Regions from separate parts of the Mus musculus genome. Here all the other regions are linked to region 6. The links are chromatin contacts, called in public HiChIP or PLAC-seq and promoter capture Hi-C maps. All regions are on one chromosome and are shown on one strand. Each heading gives the region's core, a stretch centred on a gene start, on an enhancer-like site or on the middle of the called end of the contact. The rest is flanking DNA. Distances are from core to core; before and after follow the strand shown.

Evidence for each region. Promoter capture Hi-C pulls out the DNA fragments that hold promoters and counts their contacts. HiChIP or PLAC-seq counts read pairs in DNA pulled down with a chosen protein or histone mark. Capture Hi-C pulls out chosen DNA fragments and counts their contacts.
Region 1: a contact with region 6 is called in a promoter capture Hi-C map of pre-B cells, with 5 times the contacts expected there. The contact joins the promoter of Syn1 here to the promoter of Kdm6a in region 6. A contact is called at or near these places in 3 of 39 promoter capture datasets (cranial neural crest, pre-B cells and second pharyngeal arch cranial neural crest).
Region 2: an H3K27ac HiChIP or PLAC-seq map of thymic regulatory T cells shows a contact between it and region 6, with 9 times the contacts expected there. The contact joins the promoter of Zfp300 here to the promoter of Kdm6a in region 6. A contact is called at or near these places in 1 of 39 promoter capture datasets (pre-B cells) and 1 of 115 datasets of contacts at active chromatin or transcription factors (thymic regulatory T cells).
Region 3: a promoter capture Hi-C map of adipose tissue shows a contact between it and region 6, with 4 times the contacts expected there. The contact joins the promoter of Uba1 here to the promoter of Kdm6a in region 6. A contact is called at or near these places in 4 of 39 promoter capture datasets (erythroid cells, liver, neutrophils and 1 more) and 2 of 9 other capture datasets (adipose tissue and liver).
Region 4: a contact with region 6 is called in a promoter capture Hi-C map of pre-B cells. The contact joins the promoter of Usp11 here to the promoter of Kdm6a in region 6. A contact is called at or near these places in 1 of 39 promoter capture datasets (pre-B cells) and 1 of 9 other capture datasets (liver).
Region 5: a contact with region 6 is called in a promoter capture Hi-C map of pre-B cells, with 8 times the contacts expected there. The contact joins the promoter of Ndufb11 here to the promoter of Kdm6a in region 6. A contact is called at or near these places in 7 of 39 promoter capture datasets (the 3T3-L1 cell line, cranial neural crest, hippocampal neurons and 3 more), 1 of 484 Hi-C or Micro-C datasets (cardiomyocytes), 4 of 115 datasets of contacts at active chromatin or transcription factors (astrocytes, large pre-B cells, regulatory T cells and 1 more) and 2 of 9 other capture datasets (adipose tissue and liver).
Region 7: a contact with region 6 is called in a promoter capture Hi-C map of pre-B cells, with 2.9 times the contacts expected there. The contact joins the promoter of A230072C01Rik here to the promoter of Kdm6a in region 6. A contact is called at or near these places in 5 of 39 promoter capture datasets (the HPC-7 cell line, erythroid cells, liver and 2 more), 1 of 484 Hi-C or Micro-C datasets (double positive thymocytes), 1 of 115 datasets of contacts at active chromatin or transcription factors (bone marrow-derived dendritic cells) and 1 of 9 other capture datasets (adipose tissue).

What each region holds. Positions count from the first base shown.
Region 1 is chrX:20,919,646-20,922,345 of GRCm38.p6, reverse strand. Syn1 (synapsin I) reads left to right here and starts at 1,428. Exons shown (of 13, transcript NM_013680.4): 1 at 1,428-1,933. The coding sequence starts at 1,557.
Region 2 is chrX:21,087,854-21,090,596 of GRCm38.p6, reverse strand. It overlaps Zfp300 (zinc finger protein 300), which reads left to right and starts at 1,368. Exons shown (of 5, transcript NM_001358840.1): 1 at 1,368-1,591; 2 at 2,017-2,075. The coding sequence starts at 2,061.
Region 3 is chrX:20,661,614-20,664,313 of GRCm38.p6, reverse strand. Uba1 (ubiquitin-like modifier activating enzyme 1) reads right to left here and starts at 1,418. Exons shown (of 26, transcript NM_001136085.2): 1 at 1,189-1,418.
Region 4 is chrX:20,702,635-20,705,334 of GRCm38.p6, reverse strand. It overlaps Usp11 (ubiquitin specific peptidase 11), which reads right to left and starts at 1,426. Exons shown (of 21, transcript NM_145628.4): 1 at 1,216-1,426. The coding sequence starts at 1,367.
Region 5 is chrX:20,616,339-20,619,038 of GRCm38.p6, reverse strand. Ndufb11 (NADH:ubiquinone oxidoreductase subunit B11) reads left to right here and starts at 1,420. Exons shown (of 3, transcript NM_019435.5): 1 at 1,420-1,979. The coding sequence starts at 1,779. Rbm10 (RNA binding motif protein 10) reads right to left here and starts at 1,536. Exons shown (of 24, transcript NM_145627.3): 1 at 988-1,536.
Region 6 is chrX:18,161,280-18,163,979 of GRCm38.p6, reverse strand. It overlaps Kdm6a (lysine (K)-specific demethylase 6A), which reads right to left and starts at 1,405. Exons shown (of 29, transcript NM_001310444.1): 1 at 808-1,405; 2 at 533-596. The coding sequence starts at 974.
Region 7 is chrX:20,960,286-20,962,985 of GRCm38.p6, reverse strand. It overlaps A230072C01Rik (RIKEN cDNA A230072C01 gene), which reads right to left and starts at 1,310. Exons shown (of 6, transcript NR_027445.1): 1 at 1,274-1,310; 2 at 1,008-1,136; 3 at 329-449. Uxt (ubiquitously expressed prefoldin like chaperone) reads left to right here and starts at 1,008. Exons shown (of 7, transcript NM_013840.3): 1 at 1,008-1,052; 2 at 1,200-1,306. The coding sequence starts at 1,209.

The DNA.
Region 1 (2,700 bases), core at 179-2,678, 2.8 Mb before region 6:
CCATAATCAGGAGTGTTGTGGCAGACACAGGCTTGATGCTGGAGCCATAGCTGAGAGCTATATGCTGATCCACAGACAACAGACACAGACAGACAGACAGACAGACAGACAGACAGACTGACTGGCTGGCTGGCTGGCTGGCTGGCTGGCTCTGGGCTTGGCATGGACTTTTGAACCCCCAAAACCCACCCCAGTGACGTGCTTTCTCCAACAAGGCCACACATTCTAATCCTTTTAATCTTTCCAAACAGCACCAGTCCCTGGTGACTAAGCATTCAAATATATGAGCCTTCTTATTCAGACCACCAAAATTACTTTATTTTTCCACATGAAAGTATTATGTGGCTTCCTGTCTGCAAAGAGGAAGACATCCATGAACACTAATGACACTGGGTTTGGGCTATGTCCGGAGCAGAGGAATGAGGCCATGTAGACTAAATATGTGCATGTGGAGGAGGCTGAAAACACATCAGAGCTAGCGCTGCAGGAAATGCTTCTGCATTGCATACCCAGAGTTTCCTTGCTCATCTGGGAGTCTGTGTTTTTCCTAGATGTGTGCACTTGTGTGAGATTCTCTGGGTGTGAGTCAAAGTGTTATCTGAATGTGTAATGTGTGCTCAATATGCTCATGTGTGTTACCCTGAGCTTCTGTGTCTACATATATACCTGGATGCCTGTGTGTTCTGTGATGTACATATATATTCTGTCTTTCCTTCCTTTTCTATTTGTGTTATTCCATGTGTTCTTTCAGATTCTCACCACCAAGGGCAAGGATATGTTAACTACCCAAGTGTCCACCTCCGCCTGTCTGGTGATGTTTACGCCACCCCCGTGCTCTTTTCTTTGCCCGACAGAGTTGTTATAGGAGATGTCTCCCCGGGAACACTGCAGGAAGGAGAATTTCTACATTTATGTTCCCCTCTGAGTGTGCTTCTATCCCCAAAATGCCTTCAAAGGTGAAAATCAACACTGGAAACCCAAGTATCTGGGAAGGGCAAGAGTGTGTAAGTGCAAGTTAGCCTAAGGAATAGGAAGAGGTTGGTAAACAGGGTAGGATCGTGGGAGGGAGTTTCGTTACTACAGGTCCGGACCCTCAGGACAAGAACCCCACCCCCACTCCCCAAATTGCGCATCCCCCGCCCCCATCAGAGGGGGAGGGGAAGAGGTTGCGGCGCGGCGCATGCGCACTGTCGGATTCAGCACCGCGGTCAGAGCCTTCGCCTCCGCTGCCGGCGCGCACCACCACCTCCCCAGCACCAAAGGCTGACTGACGTCACTCACTAGCCCTCCCCAAACTCCCCTTCCTCGCCGCCTTGGTCGCGTCCATGCTGCCGTGAGTCCAGTCGGACCGCACCACGAGAGGTGCAAGATAGGGAGGTGCGGGCGCGACCATACGCTCTGCGGCGGCAGAGCCTCGGCGCTGCCTCAGTCTGCAGCGGGCAGCAGAGGAGTCGCGTCGTGCCAGAGAGCACCGCCGTGCTCCTGAGCCCCTCGCGCTCCGCCCCCGCGGCCCACAGACCCACTGCCCCTTGGATCCCCTGCCCCACGCCGCCACCATGAACTACCTGCGGCGCCGCCTGTCGGACAGCAACTTCATGGCCAATCTGCCGAATGGGTACATGACAGACCTGCAGCGCCCGCAACCGCCCCCGCCGCCTCCCTCGGCCGCCAGCCCTGGGGCCACGCCCGGCTCCGCGACAGCCTCTGCCGAGAGGGCCTCCACAGCTGCTCCAGTGGCTTCTCCAGCAGCCCCTAGTCCTGGGTCCTCGGGGGGCGGCGGCTTCTTCTCGTCGCTGTCTAACGCGGTCAAGCAAACCACAGCAGCCGCAGCCGCCACCTTCAGCGAGCAGGTGGGCGGTGGCTCTGGGGGCGCAGGCCGCGGGGGCGCCGCCGCCAGGGTGCTGCTGGTCATCGACGAACCGCACACCGACTGGTAAGCCGCTGTTGCGCCTCCTCGAGGGCCTGGGTACCCAGATGTTTCTACAGTGAATGAGCTATTATCGAGCGCCACTTGTGCGCCTGATATCTGGCCCCCTCGCCCAGTTCCTTCCTTTTAATGATTTGTGCTCAGCTCTCCCTTTAAGCCCCACTTTTACCTCCCCCAAACTAAAATGGGTACAAGGAGCAATTATCTGTTGCCTCTTCTTATTACTCATTCCCAAAAGCTTTTGGCTTCAATATATGCAGAAAGCTTTCAAGGGCCAAATGTGCCCTACCTCCTCTGTCCAGCTCTTGCCTGGAAGGTCTCATTCCCTAATGAGTCTTGTAAGCATTAGCACCTGCATTATACCTCACTGCAGAGCCCTTCCCTGGAAGTCTTTGGCTCTAAGGACTTCCTTGAGCATGTTTTGAGAGCCTGATTCACGCAGTTACCCTCACCCCTTGCCCAAAGGCCATCTCTCTAATGGATCTTGTGAACGTGTATCCAATTGATGCTATATGTCCCACCCCAGAGCCCTCATCAAAGACCTTTCAAACTTGTCTGTAAGCAGTGATTGAATGTGTCTGTTGTGTATTCCACCTCATTTTCTCATCACAAGCTCTGACTCTAATGGATCCTATGAACCTTGACTGAATGCCAAGTCCAGGTACGTGCTCTGAAGGGACCCATTTTCTCTGAAGGATCTAAGAGGCATTAAATGCTTAACATGTACTATTCCTAAACCTGCCTCAAACAAATCATTTTCCAAGCATGAATTC
Region 2 (2,743 bases), core at 119-2,618, 2.9 Mb before region 6:
GTTTACAAATAGCTGTGTATTACTGCATTGTCATGTGACTTGATTTATGTGTGAACAAAAAATAAGTAAACTCTTATGTGTCTTTTATTAGTCCACCAATTCCATTGGAGCAGGGTTCACCCTAACAACATTATCTAATTCTAATTACTTTCCAAAGACTACATTCCAAATAATAGTGCATTGGTTTGGGGAGGATACACAAATCCATAGCACTCCCCGTGCCTTTTCCATATTCTGAAATAAGACCCAAGTCATCCATGCTCATGGCTCAAGGATGACTGCTCTATTGATGTGTCTTTATAAAAACCCTAACCCTAACCCTTCTTCCTTGTCTTTAGTATATTTTTCATTAATAAAAAATGTCTCTATTGCAATAGCCATGAAAAAGAATCACTTAGTTGACCCTTACATGTTACGTCGGCTTTCACGTGGTAAAATGATAATGCAGTGTCTGCAGTCTAAAGCTGGATCAGTCTCCTGTTGGTTCCTCCATGACTGTAGAAGACCCTGAGATGGGTTCCATAGGACCCAGAGCCTGGCATAGGCACTTTCCCAAATCTCTCTGCCACATGTTTCCAGGAATGTGGGTATGCGGGGTTGGGGGTGAGGTGTCACAGTCAGGACTTTGTGGACTCTCCTCCTCATCTCTAAGCCACAACAACGTTGCCTGCGTTTTTGTCTCCAATTTTCCTTGCACCTGAGTTTACCAGCGTCACTTTCTTCAGTATCCCTTTCTCTGAGCACAGACTCTTACTGCCCTTAGATTTGCATACGTCAGCATCCTGGTATTTCCCATACAGAGGATCATACCAATCTGAGTCTTCTTCACAGCTAGCCTAAATAAAATATGCCTACCTCTCTAGTGGTATTTCCTTGAAAGAACTACCAACTCCATGATTTCTCCCCGTGTCCATAATGGTGCTGCTCTTTAGAGGAACGCATTGTTCTCTGCTCTGATTCTCTTTTACCCCATATAGTTCCCAGGAAGGGTAGCAGCGTTCCAGATCTTCCCTCACCCAATCCCGTCTCCTCTTGGTATCTCCCTGCCCAGGGGTCGGGGTGGGGATACGGAGCTGGGGTTGTAGCCCTTAGCTCTAAAGGTCGCCCGTCTTAGTGTGCCTCTGTCCAAGTGTTCAAATTCCTCAAAAAAATCTCATCTCCTTTAAACATTGAGGCAGATTTTTTTCTCCGCTGTACGAAACGGCAAAAGTTATAAAGATGTCTGCTCCCTTAAAAACACGGCTTATTGGCGCATCCATTTTTCCTGCCTGCAAATTCAATCCTTGTGGTAATCAAAATATTTTAGGTCCGCTAGCGCTGACAGCTTCAGGAAGGGCTACTGCGCATGCGCAAGTTTAGTGCTCGCAGTAACTAAGGCGGGGAAAAGGACTAAAAAGTGGTTATCTCAGGAAGTTATGACTGATACGGGAAATATAAAAGAGACTTTGCCGGCATAAGAATTCAGATTTTAAGATCGGAGAAGAGAGTGAAGGAGTGCAGAGTTCATTCAGAGCGGAAGTGAGCAGGCTGGCACTCTGCAGGCGGAGTGAGACAGACAAGTGCAAACACACTGCAAACACGAATTTACTCGGTGAGTACTTGGGGAGGGGCTCAAAAATGAGAATTGAAAATGTGGGCGGGAGGCTGCAGGCTGAGTGATGGAGATCCCTTAAATGAGTGATCTGTAGAGGCTTTGATGGAGGCGGGTAGTGAAGTGAATGATGGGAATATTTGGGGTTTGTAATGAGCGTGCAGTAGAGTGATAGGGTCAGTAGTGTAAGTGATGTTGAGCTCTGTGGAGTATTGCAGTTGCCTATGAGGACCCTGATAGAGCTGTGTTGTTGGATAATGAGGATCTGCGAGGGAAAACAAATTCCCTTTCGCATTTTTCTTAGCTATATACCGTGGCCATTTTACCTGCTGGCATTTGTGAATTTCTGGCATGGTGATTTGGTGAACTTTCAGTCTGCGTATCCTTGCCATCTGAAACTCTTTTTTTCTTCTCCCTCTCAACAGTTCTGCCTTTTTAGGCCTTTGGCTTCTCTCCACAACAGTCAGTCATGACTGAGTCCCAGGTAAGTTCTTATTTGCTTCTCCCAGTTATCCTCTGCCCATATTAGGATAGAAGCAATATGGTCTAGTGGTTAAGACTATAGAATCTGCAGCTAAATTGCTCTTAACAGCATTATGAGCTTACCAAAGCTCTCTGTGCCTTAATTTTCTTAACTGTAAAATGGGAATGGTTAAGATAATAACGATAATATCTACCTTGTATGGTGATTGTGAAGGTCAATTGAATTAATATATGTTTAGAACAATGCTTTGATACATATATAATAAACTTTATATGTGAGTATATGAATTATTGCATTATTATTTATTCTATAAGGCCGATACATATAAACACAAACTTTAAGGATATAGAACAAGACCAGCACAAGAGTGTGAGTGTGTCATAGGATTTTATATTTTATGTTAAAATACAGTTAATTTTCTGAGCTTTCTGTAAGCCATAACATAAGAGGAATGAAACATATTCACTTGTATCTCATTATTAAAGAAACAGTAAGCCACTTCCACGGGTGCACAAACTTCCTAGTGTTGGTCAGACAGTCCTCTGATGGGTCCTTCAAGTCCTTATTAGAAAACACAAGGCTAATATTGCTCTGTTGTAACTTAAATTATTTTCCTGTCAACCAAAGGTGTCTTGCTAAAACAAAACTAAAAAGGATGTGACTGTTCA
Region 3 (2,700 bases), core at 169-2,668, 2.5 Mb before region 6:
AGGTTTTCTACTCCTGTGGAAGATAAATGAGCCTGTTGGGGAAAAAGGTATCTGACAGTGATAGAGGTTCAGGGAAGTCAAAAGCAAATGCTGAGACTCTCTGAATGATGATGGTACTAGAAACCTTTAAAAAAGACGAGGGCAGATTCTGAGGCCTGTTGTTAGATTAAGGAATCTATAAAAAGAGAAGCTAGAATGCTGGTCTGCCTTTGAAGGCAAAAATTGGGTCTAGAATGAGACCATCGGGCAGATGGGGCTACAAATCAAGAGTCTGAAAGAGTAGATGGCGGCAAGAGATCACTAATGGAGAACTGTGTCCAAACAGGTCCTCCCTGGCGTCTAGTCCCATGAGAGACTAAAGGAAATATACTGGGGTTACGATGGCTGATGGAGAAGACAACAATGCTTCAAGAACAATGAGAACGTGAAAAAGGGGGGCGTCCCTAAAAGCAGGGAGAGTCTCTAAAGGCAGGTGCTTAAAAGAATAAGAATGCCAGGTGTCCACGATGGAGGATGCTATGTCAAAGTGGTATTGGGAGATCTCAAATGTAGGAATGGATTTCCCACGGAAAGGCTAGGCAGAGAGCTTTTCACCGGGTTTAATCCAGATGGCAGCTCTAAGGACAGATAGTATCCTGGGGGGAGGGGAGACTGGATGAAAATGCTAGACAAGGCTCTTCATTCGGAAATGAAGGCCACGCGGACCTTTCCTCAAGCCTGGCCCCTCTTAAGCCATGAGAGCAAATACTGAAGGGCTAGGAAGAGTCTCAAGGGAGATTTTGGGGCAGGTCTTCAAATAGCACACAAGTATGGACGGCTTTCATGAGCAGCGACACCGAATTCCGGTGCCTTTATGGAGACTGTGGGGAGTTCTGATAGGAAATGCATGGCTCAGGATCGGATCAAGATACCTGGTAATAGTGCTGAGCCAGAAGTCTCCAGAAGCTGAGATAGGGGTCTGACGTCAAGGTCAGATTTCGAAGCTCAAGGGAATAGGGGTGGTCCCAGACAGACGTGATCCACCCCACCCCAGGATTTGCACACCCCCACACCCGCTTGCCTAGTGACTCTTAATACCCAGGACACGGCAGTGCACTCAGACATTGGGCTGGCAGAGAGCCAGCAGGGACCCTCCCATACCTCCCAGAGCCCTTGCGCTTCGAGCCAGGTGCAGAGAAAAGCTATTACCAATGCCGGTTCCCCGGGTCGTGCCGCCGCCAACTCCTCAAGGAGCCGAAGTCAAGCTCGGCCGCCACCCTCCTCTTTCTCCTCCTCCTCCTGCCGCCTGGGCCAGCTAGGATCACTGTCGCCTTCTCCTTCCCCGACCGCGGTGGTTGTGGTCTTCCCTGCCACCCTCCTTCACCCCAGCAGCCGACACAAGATGGCGGCGGCAGAGCCCAAGGCCGGAACAAAACCCTGAGCCCCACCCCCAGAAACCCGGATGCAAGAGGACCGCGCCCACTCATGAATCATGTATTTTCCCTGCCCAGTTTGGGACTTCTTTAATTAGAAGGAGAACAGCTCCACCAAGTGGCTCTGGAGGCAGTAACTAGAAAAACAGGTAGAGCAAGAGGCTATGAAATATGAATAAAGAATTACTGCATCTAAGCTGTCAAAGAAATCAAGGAAGGACCTCAAGGCCATTCTTCCCGATCGTGAATCACGAAGCAAGGTTATGGGTTTACTAGGACTAGGCAACCAGAAAGTAGATGTTAAAGCATTACAACCACACCCCATGTTCATGAATAATGAATGATCTTGCAGTAGCTGGGAATCAAGGAGACCAAAGCTATATCGTATTCATGAATAATGCACGAGACTCAGTGAGATGGAACAAAAGAGGCAGGCCTGCCTTATTGCTCCATCTAATACCCAGTAAGCAAGAAACAGGGCTACTGCAGGCAGCACTCCTCTGACTCCTAAATACTGAATGAAGCTGTTGGAGCAGCAGCAGCAGCAGCAGCAGCAGCAGCAGCAGCAGCAGCAGCAGCAGCTCAACTTGAAAACAGAGAGGTCAAGAAAGGTTGTGTCCACCAGGTGTGGTGGTGTACACTTTTAATCCCAGCACTCAGTGGGCAGAAGCAGGAGGGTCTGAGTTTGAGGCCTGTCTGTAGAAGGAGTTCCAGGACAATCAGAGCTACACATAGAAACCTTGTCTTAGGGTGGTGGGGTGGGAACACCAAAAGAAAGATTGCGCCCAAGCTGCGCTTATGTGCATGGTGCTGCATGCCTTTAATCTCTGCACTAGGAAGGTAGAAGCAGGAGGTTCATTAGTCTGAGGCAAGCCTGGTTAACAGGAAACCCTGTCTCAAAAAAATGTACTGGGCTGGGGAGATGACTCAGCGGGTAAGAACACTGACTGCTCTTCCGAAGGTCCTGAGTTCAAATCCCAGCAACCACATGGTGGCTCACTGTAATGAGATCTGACGCCCTCTTCTGGTGTGTCTGAAGCCAGCTACACCGTACTTAGATATAATAAATAAATATTTGGGCTGGAGCAAGCGGAGTTGACCAGAGCGAGCAGGAATCCTAAAAATTCAATTCCCAACAACCACATGAAGGCTCACAACCATCTGTACAGCTACAGTGTACTCACATACATAAAATAAATAAATAAACCTTTTTAAAAAGTACCAATCCCATACAGTTCACGAATTATTCATGAGGTTTGATGGGCAGCCCCCACCCAAAGTGGCCCTG
Region 4 (2,700 bases), core at 177-2,676, 2.5 Mb before region 6:
GCCTTTGTCAAATTTCACCGATTTTTTTTCCAATAAAATTTACAGTGAAAGAGAAATAAATTATGAGAAAGAACCCTCATTTTTAAAAATAATTTATTTTTCCTGTGCTAGATCCAAATGAGGATCACGTGTTGCATAGACTTGTTAAACTGCATTAATTCCTTCAATCTGGAACAGTTCTTCAGCGTATGCCTTTCATGACCTTGCCATTTTTGAAGCATACAAACCATTTCTTTCAGCAGGATGTCCATTTATGTAAAACGTTTTATACTATAATCTTTGTAGGTCTTACGATTTTCACAATTAAAAATGAGCAGCAACTCAAGAGAGAAATAGGAACCCGGGGAGCAGTAAATTTTAAGAGGCATTGATTAGCATTTAAAAAAAAATGGTCTAACAAGACAATTTGTTAAAAGCTGTGGATCCCTTTTAAATAGCCATTTCTGATTACAAAAATATTATCACGTGGAAAAAAAAACTCCCCAAATAATCTTTTGTAAACCACCTGCACTTTCTCCTGTTCTAGGAAGGAGACCTTAACTAGAGGGGTATTAAAAAAATAACAAAAACAACAAAAAAAAATACCGCGTCACAATCTTTGCTCTTTTGCAGGCGCCATTTTCTGCCCCAGGCACTGCCCCTCCTCCACAGTTTGCCCCTCCCCAGCCCTTCGCCTTGTTCCCAGGAGCCAGGCACCCTCCCCATACCACACTATTCCGCCCCTCGGCCCACAGCTATAGGCTATGGAGTTGCTCTTCAGCGGACGCCACCAAGCTCGTCGGGTTCACAGGCGCTTCGAGTACTTGTAGGCCGTTCCTTGCAACCGACGCAACGTTTTGTAACACACGCCACGCCCCCGCGTTAAGTACGGAGCCAGCCTCCTTTCCAGGCTCCAGGTTCCAAGACGCAGTCCCCTCTCACCCCCTCCCCAAACGATGCAGTCCCCTGACTCCCACGGCCATCCCCTTCACGCCCCACCCCTATCACAAACCCCATTTTGTCCTTAGGCGGCTGACTGCCCCACTCGGGCCCCGCCTTTTCCCCCAAACGTTGAGATTCATTCACTTAGCACTTCCACGCCCCCTCTCTCCCGCCGGCCCAAGCCCCTTCCCAGCCTCGCACCGCTTCATCCTCAGAATTTGATTTCTAAGTACCCCGCGATACTAACGCCCCCAAGGTCCCCTTGGCCAAGGCTTCATTGAAGCCCAGCCTCACCAGCTTTCGCCAGCTCGCAGTGGACGCTCTCGCCCATTCCCGATTTGGCGCCACTGTTCATCCAGGTCTGGCATTGCCTCGGGCTGTGTGTCTCGGTCCTCAGCAGAGGCCGGGACGGCAGCTGCAGCTGGGTCCGCTGCGACCGCCGCCATCACCGTCTGTCCTCCTCCAACTGCCGACGCAACTGAAGATAGGAAGACGACCCTCAACTGGCACTTCCGGATTCTGTCCCGGAAACGGAAGCAGAGCCCCCCAACAATCAGGGGGCTACTGCCATCTTGGAAACGTCACCATTTGGCGGAAATTGGGTGGTGGTCTGTGGTCTCTGCAACCAATACCAGGGGTTAACTCTCTTGTTTGGAACTAAGACATTAGTGCCTTGTGGAATTCTCTAACACCAGGTGAAATGGTCCTTTGGTGGAGGCCAGAGGTTTCCAAAATGAGCAAATATGTGTTTAGGGCCTCACAAAGGATGCTTAGGGCAAATAGTTGCCCCTTTAACTGCAAACCCATACTATGAAAGCGGCATTTTTGTTAGCCTAACGTGAATTACCTTTCTCATCCATCAAAACCAAATGTATGGGCTAGAGATATGGCTCAGAGGTTAAGGGCACTCATTGCTCCTGCAGAAGAAAGAGTTCAATTCCCAGAACCCACATGGTGGCTCACAACCATCCATAACACAGGTTCCTGAGGATCAGCGGAAATGGACAAGGTACACATATATGAATACAGGGAAAACATTTATATACATGAAATAAAAGGTTTTTTTCTCAAATAGTTTATCATCTCCTGAGAGCCTGAACTAGGGTGTGGCTCTCTGTGTGATTGTCTGTGTGTCATCTGTCTTTTCTATCTTTGAGACAGGGACTTTGCTAAATTGCCCCAGAATTTCCTCCAACTCTATGAAGCCCAGGCTGGCAATTGATTTGCCTTGATCCTCCTTCCTCAGCTTCCAAAGTGATGGAATACAGGCATGCACTTCAACATTCAGCTTCCTGAACTAGAGTTACCAGACAAATCTGTGTGTTTGTTGGAAGCATAACAAATACTGAGTCTGTCCAGTTTAAGTGACTTGCTGGACTTAAATAGTAGCCTTGGGTAGCAGATAACTGTATTGTTTTTGGCCCATGAGTAACAATGTGGGAAACTGAGAGCCAGAAATGTGAAATCATTTGTCCTCAGCTAGGATGTGCCATAGCACGGCAGACCTAGTTCCAGAGCTGTGTCCTTAAACACCAGGCAGATCCTCAAACTGTGGTCACATGCTATCAGCTCAGGAAACCCTCTCAGGAGGTTTCACAAAATCAAGACTTTCTGCAGTATCTTCACTCTCATTTTCATGCATATATAGTGGAATTATTCAGAGGGTATCTTGGGATAACCAATTCATTGAGTGTCCCCAATCTTTAATATAAAGGAAATCTGATGACAAACATGTATGTGAAAACCATTGAACCGGCCAGGGTTTCTTTTGGTGTTTTT
Region 5 (2,700 bases), core at 171-2,670, 2.5 Mb before region 6:
CCCCTGAATCTTTAGCTGCCACCCATTTGTACAGGAACCAAGTAAAGCTAGGCGGGTATAGTACTTGCCCAACGGTAGGTTGCCACAACACCTTTTCTCTTAAGTACCTATTTTCTCTTCCAACTCAAGGATCAGTTAACTTCCCCCAGATGGGGAAAAGAATCACAGGCAGGAACCCCAGTGGATGAGAACCTGACACAAAATGCTCAATGGCAAAAGAATGAGTCTAATTTTGTTGCATACACAGCACAGAAAAGAAACAAAGTTACAGACAAGCCCCCAAAATAGCCAAGGGCCAGGATCACAGGATACCTATAAGAGACACAATTAAACGGATTTCCCTTTGAATATATAGACCTCACTGTTACAGATACAACTCCCAAAAGAAGAAACGCCGGATATATATATTCTCTGCACCCCCTCCCCAAACTAACTAAGTTGGGGTCGATCAGTAACAAGCCTGCTTCCTGATAAGGATCAGAGGTCAGATACAGACCCCAAGGATAAAAACCATATTCACTTTCTTTCTCCGCGCTTGTCACCCTCATTCCCACCACATAAATGAATAGAGGCCGCAGCCAGAGTATTTCCCCGTGGATAGTTAAGTAACAAGGGCAGTCAGCACAACCCTCCTCTAAGAACACCCCCCGCAAAGTCGCAAACACGCGCGTTTCAAAAGATAAAAAGTTCGGTGGGCAAATACAGTAAGTCACAGTACCCCACTCCCATCTGTCTCTCCCTTCCCCCAACCCGCGTGCACCCATCCCGCGTCCCAATCGCGCACGCGCTTTTGCTTTCATAAGAAAAAAGCTGGGGTGGGGGACCATACCCCCTCTTCAGGTGCAGGCTGTGCAGGCATCCCTCAGCTCTGTGCGAACTCCGAGGGTACAGTCCGTCCCCGCGCCTCTTCTATGCACACCGGCCCTCTCCCCCTCCCACGCGCCCAGCTCCTTTACCTCCGATCCCACGACCCGCAACGGCGCTCACCTTCTCGGCCCGGGCTGTCAAGGGAGGGCTCCCAGGCATCACCTCCGCCCGCCACCACCTCCTTCAGAACTGTTAGTTCAAATGGGAGCCAATGCATGCAACTACCAAGTCCAAGACTGGGAGCAAAAAGGAGGAAAGGGGGAGGGGAGACGCGACCGACGCGTTGCCCTCCCAAGGAAACTCGGTGCCACCTCCTCCTAGCCGGCCACAGTCACCAACACAAAATGGCGACGAGAAGAGAGCCGGCGATCCGACCACCATCCACCTACTAAGGGAGCGCGCTCTGGCCGGCCTTGACGATTGGTTGCCGGTCACCATTGGCTGGCCCTGGCATTCTCTGATTGGCAAGCATATGCTACCTCCCCATTCCCTGTGAGAACGGCCCAGGAGTCCAGAAAAAAGAGTAGCTATTGGCTACCCCTAAGAGGCCCGCTCTTTAGAAGCTTGCTGTCCTTTGAAGTTGAAAGACAACTAGAAGCTCCACCTCTTTCCCTACAGGGCCATCTAGATGTCACCGCTTTCTTCTTACGAAGAAAATGAACAGACCTCTCAAAAACAACTCTCTCCCAGACTAACAGAAATGATAACGTTGATTCGGTAGCGACACGGCGTGGGAGGCAAAATAGAGTCCGCACCTCGCCGAACTCGTAAACAAACTTAGGCCGGGGATCTATTTAGCAAGGTAAGGGCGGAGCGACAAAAATCGCGCTGGGATCAACCGCAGCTGCGCACATTGTATTTCCGTCTCCCTCCCCCCCCCCGCCCCCCAGGACTCCGCAGTACAAGCTGTCATGGCGGCCCGACTGTTAAGCTTGTATGGTCGCTGCCTGTCAGCAGCGGGGGCGATGAGAGGGCTCCCGGCTGCTCGCGTTCGCTGGGAGTCCTCCAGGGCTGTAATCGCCCCATCCGGTGTGGAGAAAAAGCGGCAACGAGAACCGACCATGCAGTGGCAGGAGGACCCAGAACCCGAGGACGAAAACGTCTACGCGAAGGTGAGAGGGAGGGGGGAAAACGGGACGCTGTAGGGGCCAATCTGGACCAGGGAAACCAGTGTCAAAGCGGACATTCTCCGGCCCGAGATTTGAGCAGTGGACAAAATCTTCGAATATTCAGAAATTTTGCCTAGCTTGTTTTTCTCTTTCGTTGCCTTATTTGCAGTCAGAAATCACACTGAAAGAGGGCAGCACCCAAAGCATGTTAGAAACTTTATAATTAGGGTAATACTAAACTCTAAGGTAACACGTGCATAATGCCAGGCTGTGCTAGACACTTTGTATCTATTTACTCATCTCAATTCTAAAGTAGCGTGATTTTGAAGTAGGCACTATAACTGTTACTGAAGTAGGCACTGTAACTGTTACAGTGACATAGATGAGGATACTAAAACACAAGTTGCTAGCCCAAGATCACAGCTTGAGTAGGTCATGGAGCTGATTATTTGCATTCAGGACTGAATTCCTGTGCTTTATGGAGAGCAGAGATTCTGGAGTCAGACATCTTGGGTTGAAAATTATTCACTTGTATGACCTTGGACAAGTAATTTAATCTCTTGGTGCCTCGGTTTCTTTGTAAAGTGAGAAAAGTACTAGGAAAGCTAAGAAAAACACACCTGCTTCATATGAGTCAGAATGGTCACTGCAGCTCTTACCACTTACTTCAGAAGTACTCCAAATTAGAAGGTGTTTATTATTGCCATTTCCACTCTACTGAGGA
Region 6 (2,700 bases), core at 156-2,655:
CACCGATGATGATACAAGTCAATAACCCCATGCAAACTCTTTACGGACCTAAACTACGTGCAACTTCCCCCTTCAGGGAGCAGAGACAAGAAGCCATCCCGAAATGTTTGACTAAAGCAGGCATCAGGAACAGACTGCCTAAAGAGCCTTAATAACCAGGGAAGATAACGAGCGGGGGATTTAAGGAAATCTACAGCTGTTTACGAACTCATGACCCTCCCTAGGCACCTCAGAGATCATCCGCCTAGCCTCCAAGGGCGGTAAAATCGTAGTCAATTTGGAAGCCCCACATGAGCTTGGCCCCAAAAGCGCCACTGCCTCTGTCCTCTGGCTCCAAGAGAAGTGATCTCTCAAGAGAGCAAGCGAGGTATCAGGGGGTGGAGGGGAGCGCAGTAGCAGGAAATAGTTTTCCGGAAGCCCCTCGGCCGTCTTTCGAGGCCACAATGAGTGGTGACCCGGCCCCGGTGCCCCAGGCGAGCGCGCCTCTGGCTCGAGAGACCGCGTCCGCGCTCCGGCCCGCGGTTTGCCTTACCTTGCCCAGCAGGGCCTTCATCCTGGCGCCATCTTCATGAAACCTCACGAACCCGAAAAGGCGGCTGCGGAGAAAGACACACGCCGCTCGTTAGTGCCCCGGCATCGGCGCCGACCCGTCCGTGCCAAAGCCCGAGGCCCGGGCGTCAGCGGAGCCGAGAGCGCCAAGCCGAGGTGCCCGCCCCACGGCCGCCACAGGCTAGCCGCGCTCCGGCCTCCTCGGAGAGTGGCGCCAGCCTGTCCCGAGCCGCCCGGGCGAGTGCCCGCTCCCCGTACCTGTCCAGTCCGCCGAGCGCCTCCCTCTCCTCCGCTGTCAGGCTGGGGGACGCCTCCTCGCTCTCGCCGCTCGCTTTTCCCGCCGCCATTTTCTTTTCCTCATCACCGAAAGCGGCGGCGGCGGCGGCGGCGGCGGCGGTAGCGAGCGACACTCCGCAGGATTTCATGGAAACGCAGCGAATTCACAACTCCAACGCCGACACCCCCCCTCTCCGGGCCGGAGCCCGCAAGGACGCCTCCAATCTCCGCACAAGACCGGCACACCAACTTTATTTCTGCCTCCTCCTCTGCCGCGAGAGGCGGCAGCGAAAAATCCTAACGCGGTAGAGGTGAAGGCAGAGGCAGCAGAGGCTGTGGAACCACTGGGTCCGGAGCGGCGACGGCTCGGCTGTAGGGTCACATCGCGGGGATGGGAAGGGGGCAGCCACAGGCAGGGTCGGCGGGAATGGCCGGAGCGCGCGAGGAGCGGGAGCTCTGGGGGGGATTCGTAGGAGACACAAACTTCCCCGGCACCAGCACAAAGTTGTTGTAATTGTGTCACACAGCGAACCCCACGCCGCTGCCGTGACCCCCCCCTCACAGCCCGCTCGGCGCAGCCAACCAGAGCAGCCCCTCGCCTCACGTGACCTTTGTTGACTCGCGTCAGTCGTGGCTCCACTTAACTTGCTAGCTGCTTTAGCCCCGCCCACCGAGGCCGCCACAGATCCGAGAGCGGGATGCTCGCCAGTTCTGGTCGGTGGTTGGCTGATAGGCACGTCTGTCCGGAGTAGGGTTGTCACCCAGTGGGAGCAGCCGGTTAGGTTGTGCTACTTAAATACACAGGCAGAGAATGGAGGGGTCCAGGCTGTGTCCCTTCGGGAGCCGTGGTGGGATCGGGGGGGGGAGGGGAGTGCTCAGTCTGGGCGAGGTCCGGCACCGCCTGTAGCGAGCGCCAACGAGAAAGCCTAGGACAGCCTCTGGCTGCCCGGAAGCCCTAGGGTGGGCCAAGACTGTGATTTCGGTGGTCCTGCTAGCGCTCGCGCACTCCGGGAATATCGATCCCGACAGGGCTGGACACCAGCTGAGTCGCGGGGAGGGAACACTCGGCCCCAGACCTCTGCCCTCGGAAGAAGGCGCACTGCTAGAAATAATAGCCTCCACGAGGAGTGCGCCAGAGGAGCAGCAGCCGGCTTCATACCCTGCAGCCTGGGCGCCGCCCTAGACAAGGCCACGCGAAGCCCCATACCCTTTCAAAAGGGGAAGGGGAAAACGTCTCCCGACCCCCGCCCACTCACCCCAGGCAGGGAGGAATGAAGAGTCAGTCGCCTGCAGGGGGTCTGGCGCGCTGGCTCCCGCACCCCACCGCCAAAGGTCTGTCTGTTGGCAGCACTTTCGGGCCAGATATTCCTGCTGCTTGCATATACCCTACGCCCTAGCAGTAATTCGTTATACTATAAAGAAAAAAACAGAAACAGTGAAATTTGTCGAGGGGGATTTCAGAATGTTGGGTTCTGTTGCTGTCATCTCAGTGGGTACTCCATGGAAGAGTAGGAGCTGTATGTGAACTGGCCTTAGAGAAATAGAATCCTCAACACAGCTTCCTGCCAGCCTTTTTCTGCTTCCACTACATAGGAAACCCTTAGCAGTAACATTTGCTTGTTCTGTCCCTCAGGTACAAATAAGTCTGGTGTTTGACCCATAGTATAATCAGGAGATAGACCAAACTTTCCATCGACTATTTTGAAAAGGCAGATATAATGTGATGTATCTCATCACACCTCCAGTCTTTGGGATAGAAAATATTAGTAAATGGACTATATGAAGAAAAGATCCGTTTATAAACCAAGCTTTATATGTTTTATATAAGTTTACACCTGTAATCAATAGGGTATATTTAAATTTAGATTTCAGAAT
Region 7 (2,700 bases), core at 61-2,560, 2.8 Mb before region 6:
TGTGCAACATATATTTTTTTCAAACAGATCCCCACAGGATATACTGCCTTCCTTATAGATTAGTACCATAATCCTTGCTGGTCTATAGGCACTCTTGTGCTTTTAAAATTATTAAATGCTTAAGTGGTCTCAGTGAGTTCTTTTGGTTTTGATTTGGTTTGTTTGTTTTAAAGAGAATATGAAATTGGAGGAAAATGTGGTAGGAGGAGTCTAGGAGGAGTTGGAGGGAAAAGGGAGTGGAGATGATGAAAATATATTGCATACATCTATGAAACTCTCAAAGAATAGAAATGTTTCTAAAAGAAAAAAATAGGGACTATATAGATACCTCAGTAGTTAAGAGCACTGGCCAGTCTTATAGAGGACCCAGGTTCGATTCCCATTACCCACATGGTGCACACAAACTGTTGGTTGCTCCAGTTCCAGGGAATCCCACAACTTCTTCTGGCCTTTGTGGGCAATGCACGCATGTAGTCCATAAACATGCAGACAAAACACATAAAATAGGAAAACAAATGTAAGAGTAAGGAGGGGGGAATACAGAAATGGCTCATCAGTTAAAAACACATAAAACTTGCAGAGAATGTAAACTCCATTATCAGCACCCACATCATGGTAGCTCACAACTGCCTATAAGTTCAGTACCAACGCGCGCGCGCACACACACACACACTTCAAATTACTAATTATAAACACTTAACTCCCTCTCCCTACCTTCCTGTAAGTCCACCCTCCCTCAGAACCCGCCAAATCTCATTGAACGTCACCCAAACCAGTCTCCCGCCAGCTCGCGACGATCCGCCTGCTGGCAGACCGCGGCGTGCCAGGCCCATCTAGATCCATAGGATCCTGCTACCTCCAAGGATTCACTCAGGCCCCGCCTGCAGCCCTTCCCCTAAGTGCATCTTCCCACACGCCGGACCGCCCCTCCCATCGATTTGGTTGGCTCCCTTGCTGGAAATTACATCATCCATCCGCGCCACCCGGAAGCCGCGGCTCATACTAACAGTTATTGCCGGTGGCCCTACGGTAAACGCCGTACTCCTGTACCGGTGAGTGAACGAGTTCCAAAATCGGGTTGGGCAGAAGCAACTCCGTAGCTCGAGCCGAAAGAAGTCATCCCCAACGTTGAGTGGCTGGAGAGAATTTTGTGAAGTTTAAATAGAGCGCTCAACGTGCCCCCCCCTTTACTCCCCCAGGTGCCCGTCATGGCGACGCCCCCGAAACGGCGGGCCTTGGATACGGTGGGGGAGAAAGTGCTGCGGTACGAGACCTTTATCAGTGACGTACTGCAGCGAGACTTGCAGTGAGTGACAACGTGGGAGGCGTGACGTTTGAGAAATTTCACGTGGTGGGTGGGACAGAATGCCGACCAAACTTTCGGATTGGCCGCCCAGACTTCTGGGAATAGGGTTGACTTCTGGGCTGAGATGTGGTTGGAACTTGTCCCTTTAGCAGAGCTCTGACCTTGTTTGTTGGTTTAAAATAGTCATTCCGAACACAGGGTGTTTCTGACTAGGCCATTTAACCAATATTTATGAACAAGTTGTACCTTACTTCACCTTTGTGAACTTTATTCATCTGTGAAATGGAAAAGTTTATTAGGCCTTCTTAACGTGGTGTTTGAGTTTTAAATGTGTCAACTCCGGCACTTGGGAGCCAGAAGCAGGAGGATCTTTGTAAAGCTGAGAACCAGTCTGGGCTACAGACTAACTTTCTCAAAGGGAGAAAAAAATAGAATAAAGCCAGGCTCAAGCTCCATGGTGTGTGCCACTTCTAGTGGAGAGATGGGAAAATTCACTTGTTTAGCCAGGATTACAAGCCAGCCTTGAAAATAGAACAATATTCTATTTTAAAAAAAATCCAGTGTGGTGACACAGGCCTGCAATTGCTGTACTTGGGATAGTGTCAGGAGCAGGATGACCCAGAGTTGAAGGTGATCTTCACCTACATTCGAGGTTGTGTATAGCCTGGGCTTTGAGATTATGTCTCAAAACAAGCAAACTAGGGCCAGCAAGATGGCTTGCCTCCAACCCCATGCCCTAAGTTAGATCTCTGGGACCCACATGGTGGAAGAAAGAAAGACTCCCAAAAACCTGACCTCTGACCTCCAGGTATGTATCATGGCACCCATACATGTACACAAAATAAACACATAAATGCAAGTAAGAACACATTTTAAAAATGCAGATAAACCCCACTATTATTATATTGAGGCTGAGAGGAAAGAATTGTTTGGTGTGTTTACAAATTCAATACTTAGCCTGAGAAACTCAGATATTGTCTTGGGTAATAAAACAAATAACCTAAATAGTTGTTTTAGGAAAGGAATTTGACCCCAGTGCCTGAAATACACTAAAGACTCAACAACTGGATGATTGCTATTGCTGTCATTACTAATCTGAATAGAAAGTTAGGTATTTAGAACTAGGACTGTGTGAGCATGCTAAAAGAGATGGAGAGGTACATTTAGGGTGAAGATGGGACATTTTAATTGGCATAAGTCACTGAATAAAATGTAATATTTATAATTATAATAGGTAACAAGTATATAATGCTTACCATTTGGCTAGCATTTAAAACACTTTGTAGTAAACACTCGATTCTAATGACTCTTATGTGCTACTACGGCCATCTCTGTTTTCTATGTGAAGAAACTTAATCCTAGGTAGGTTTTCTACTTTCCATAGTCACATTCCT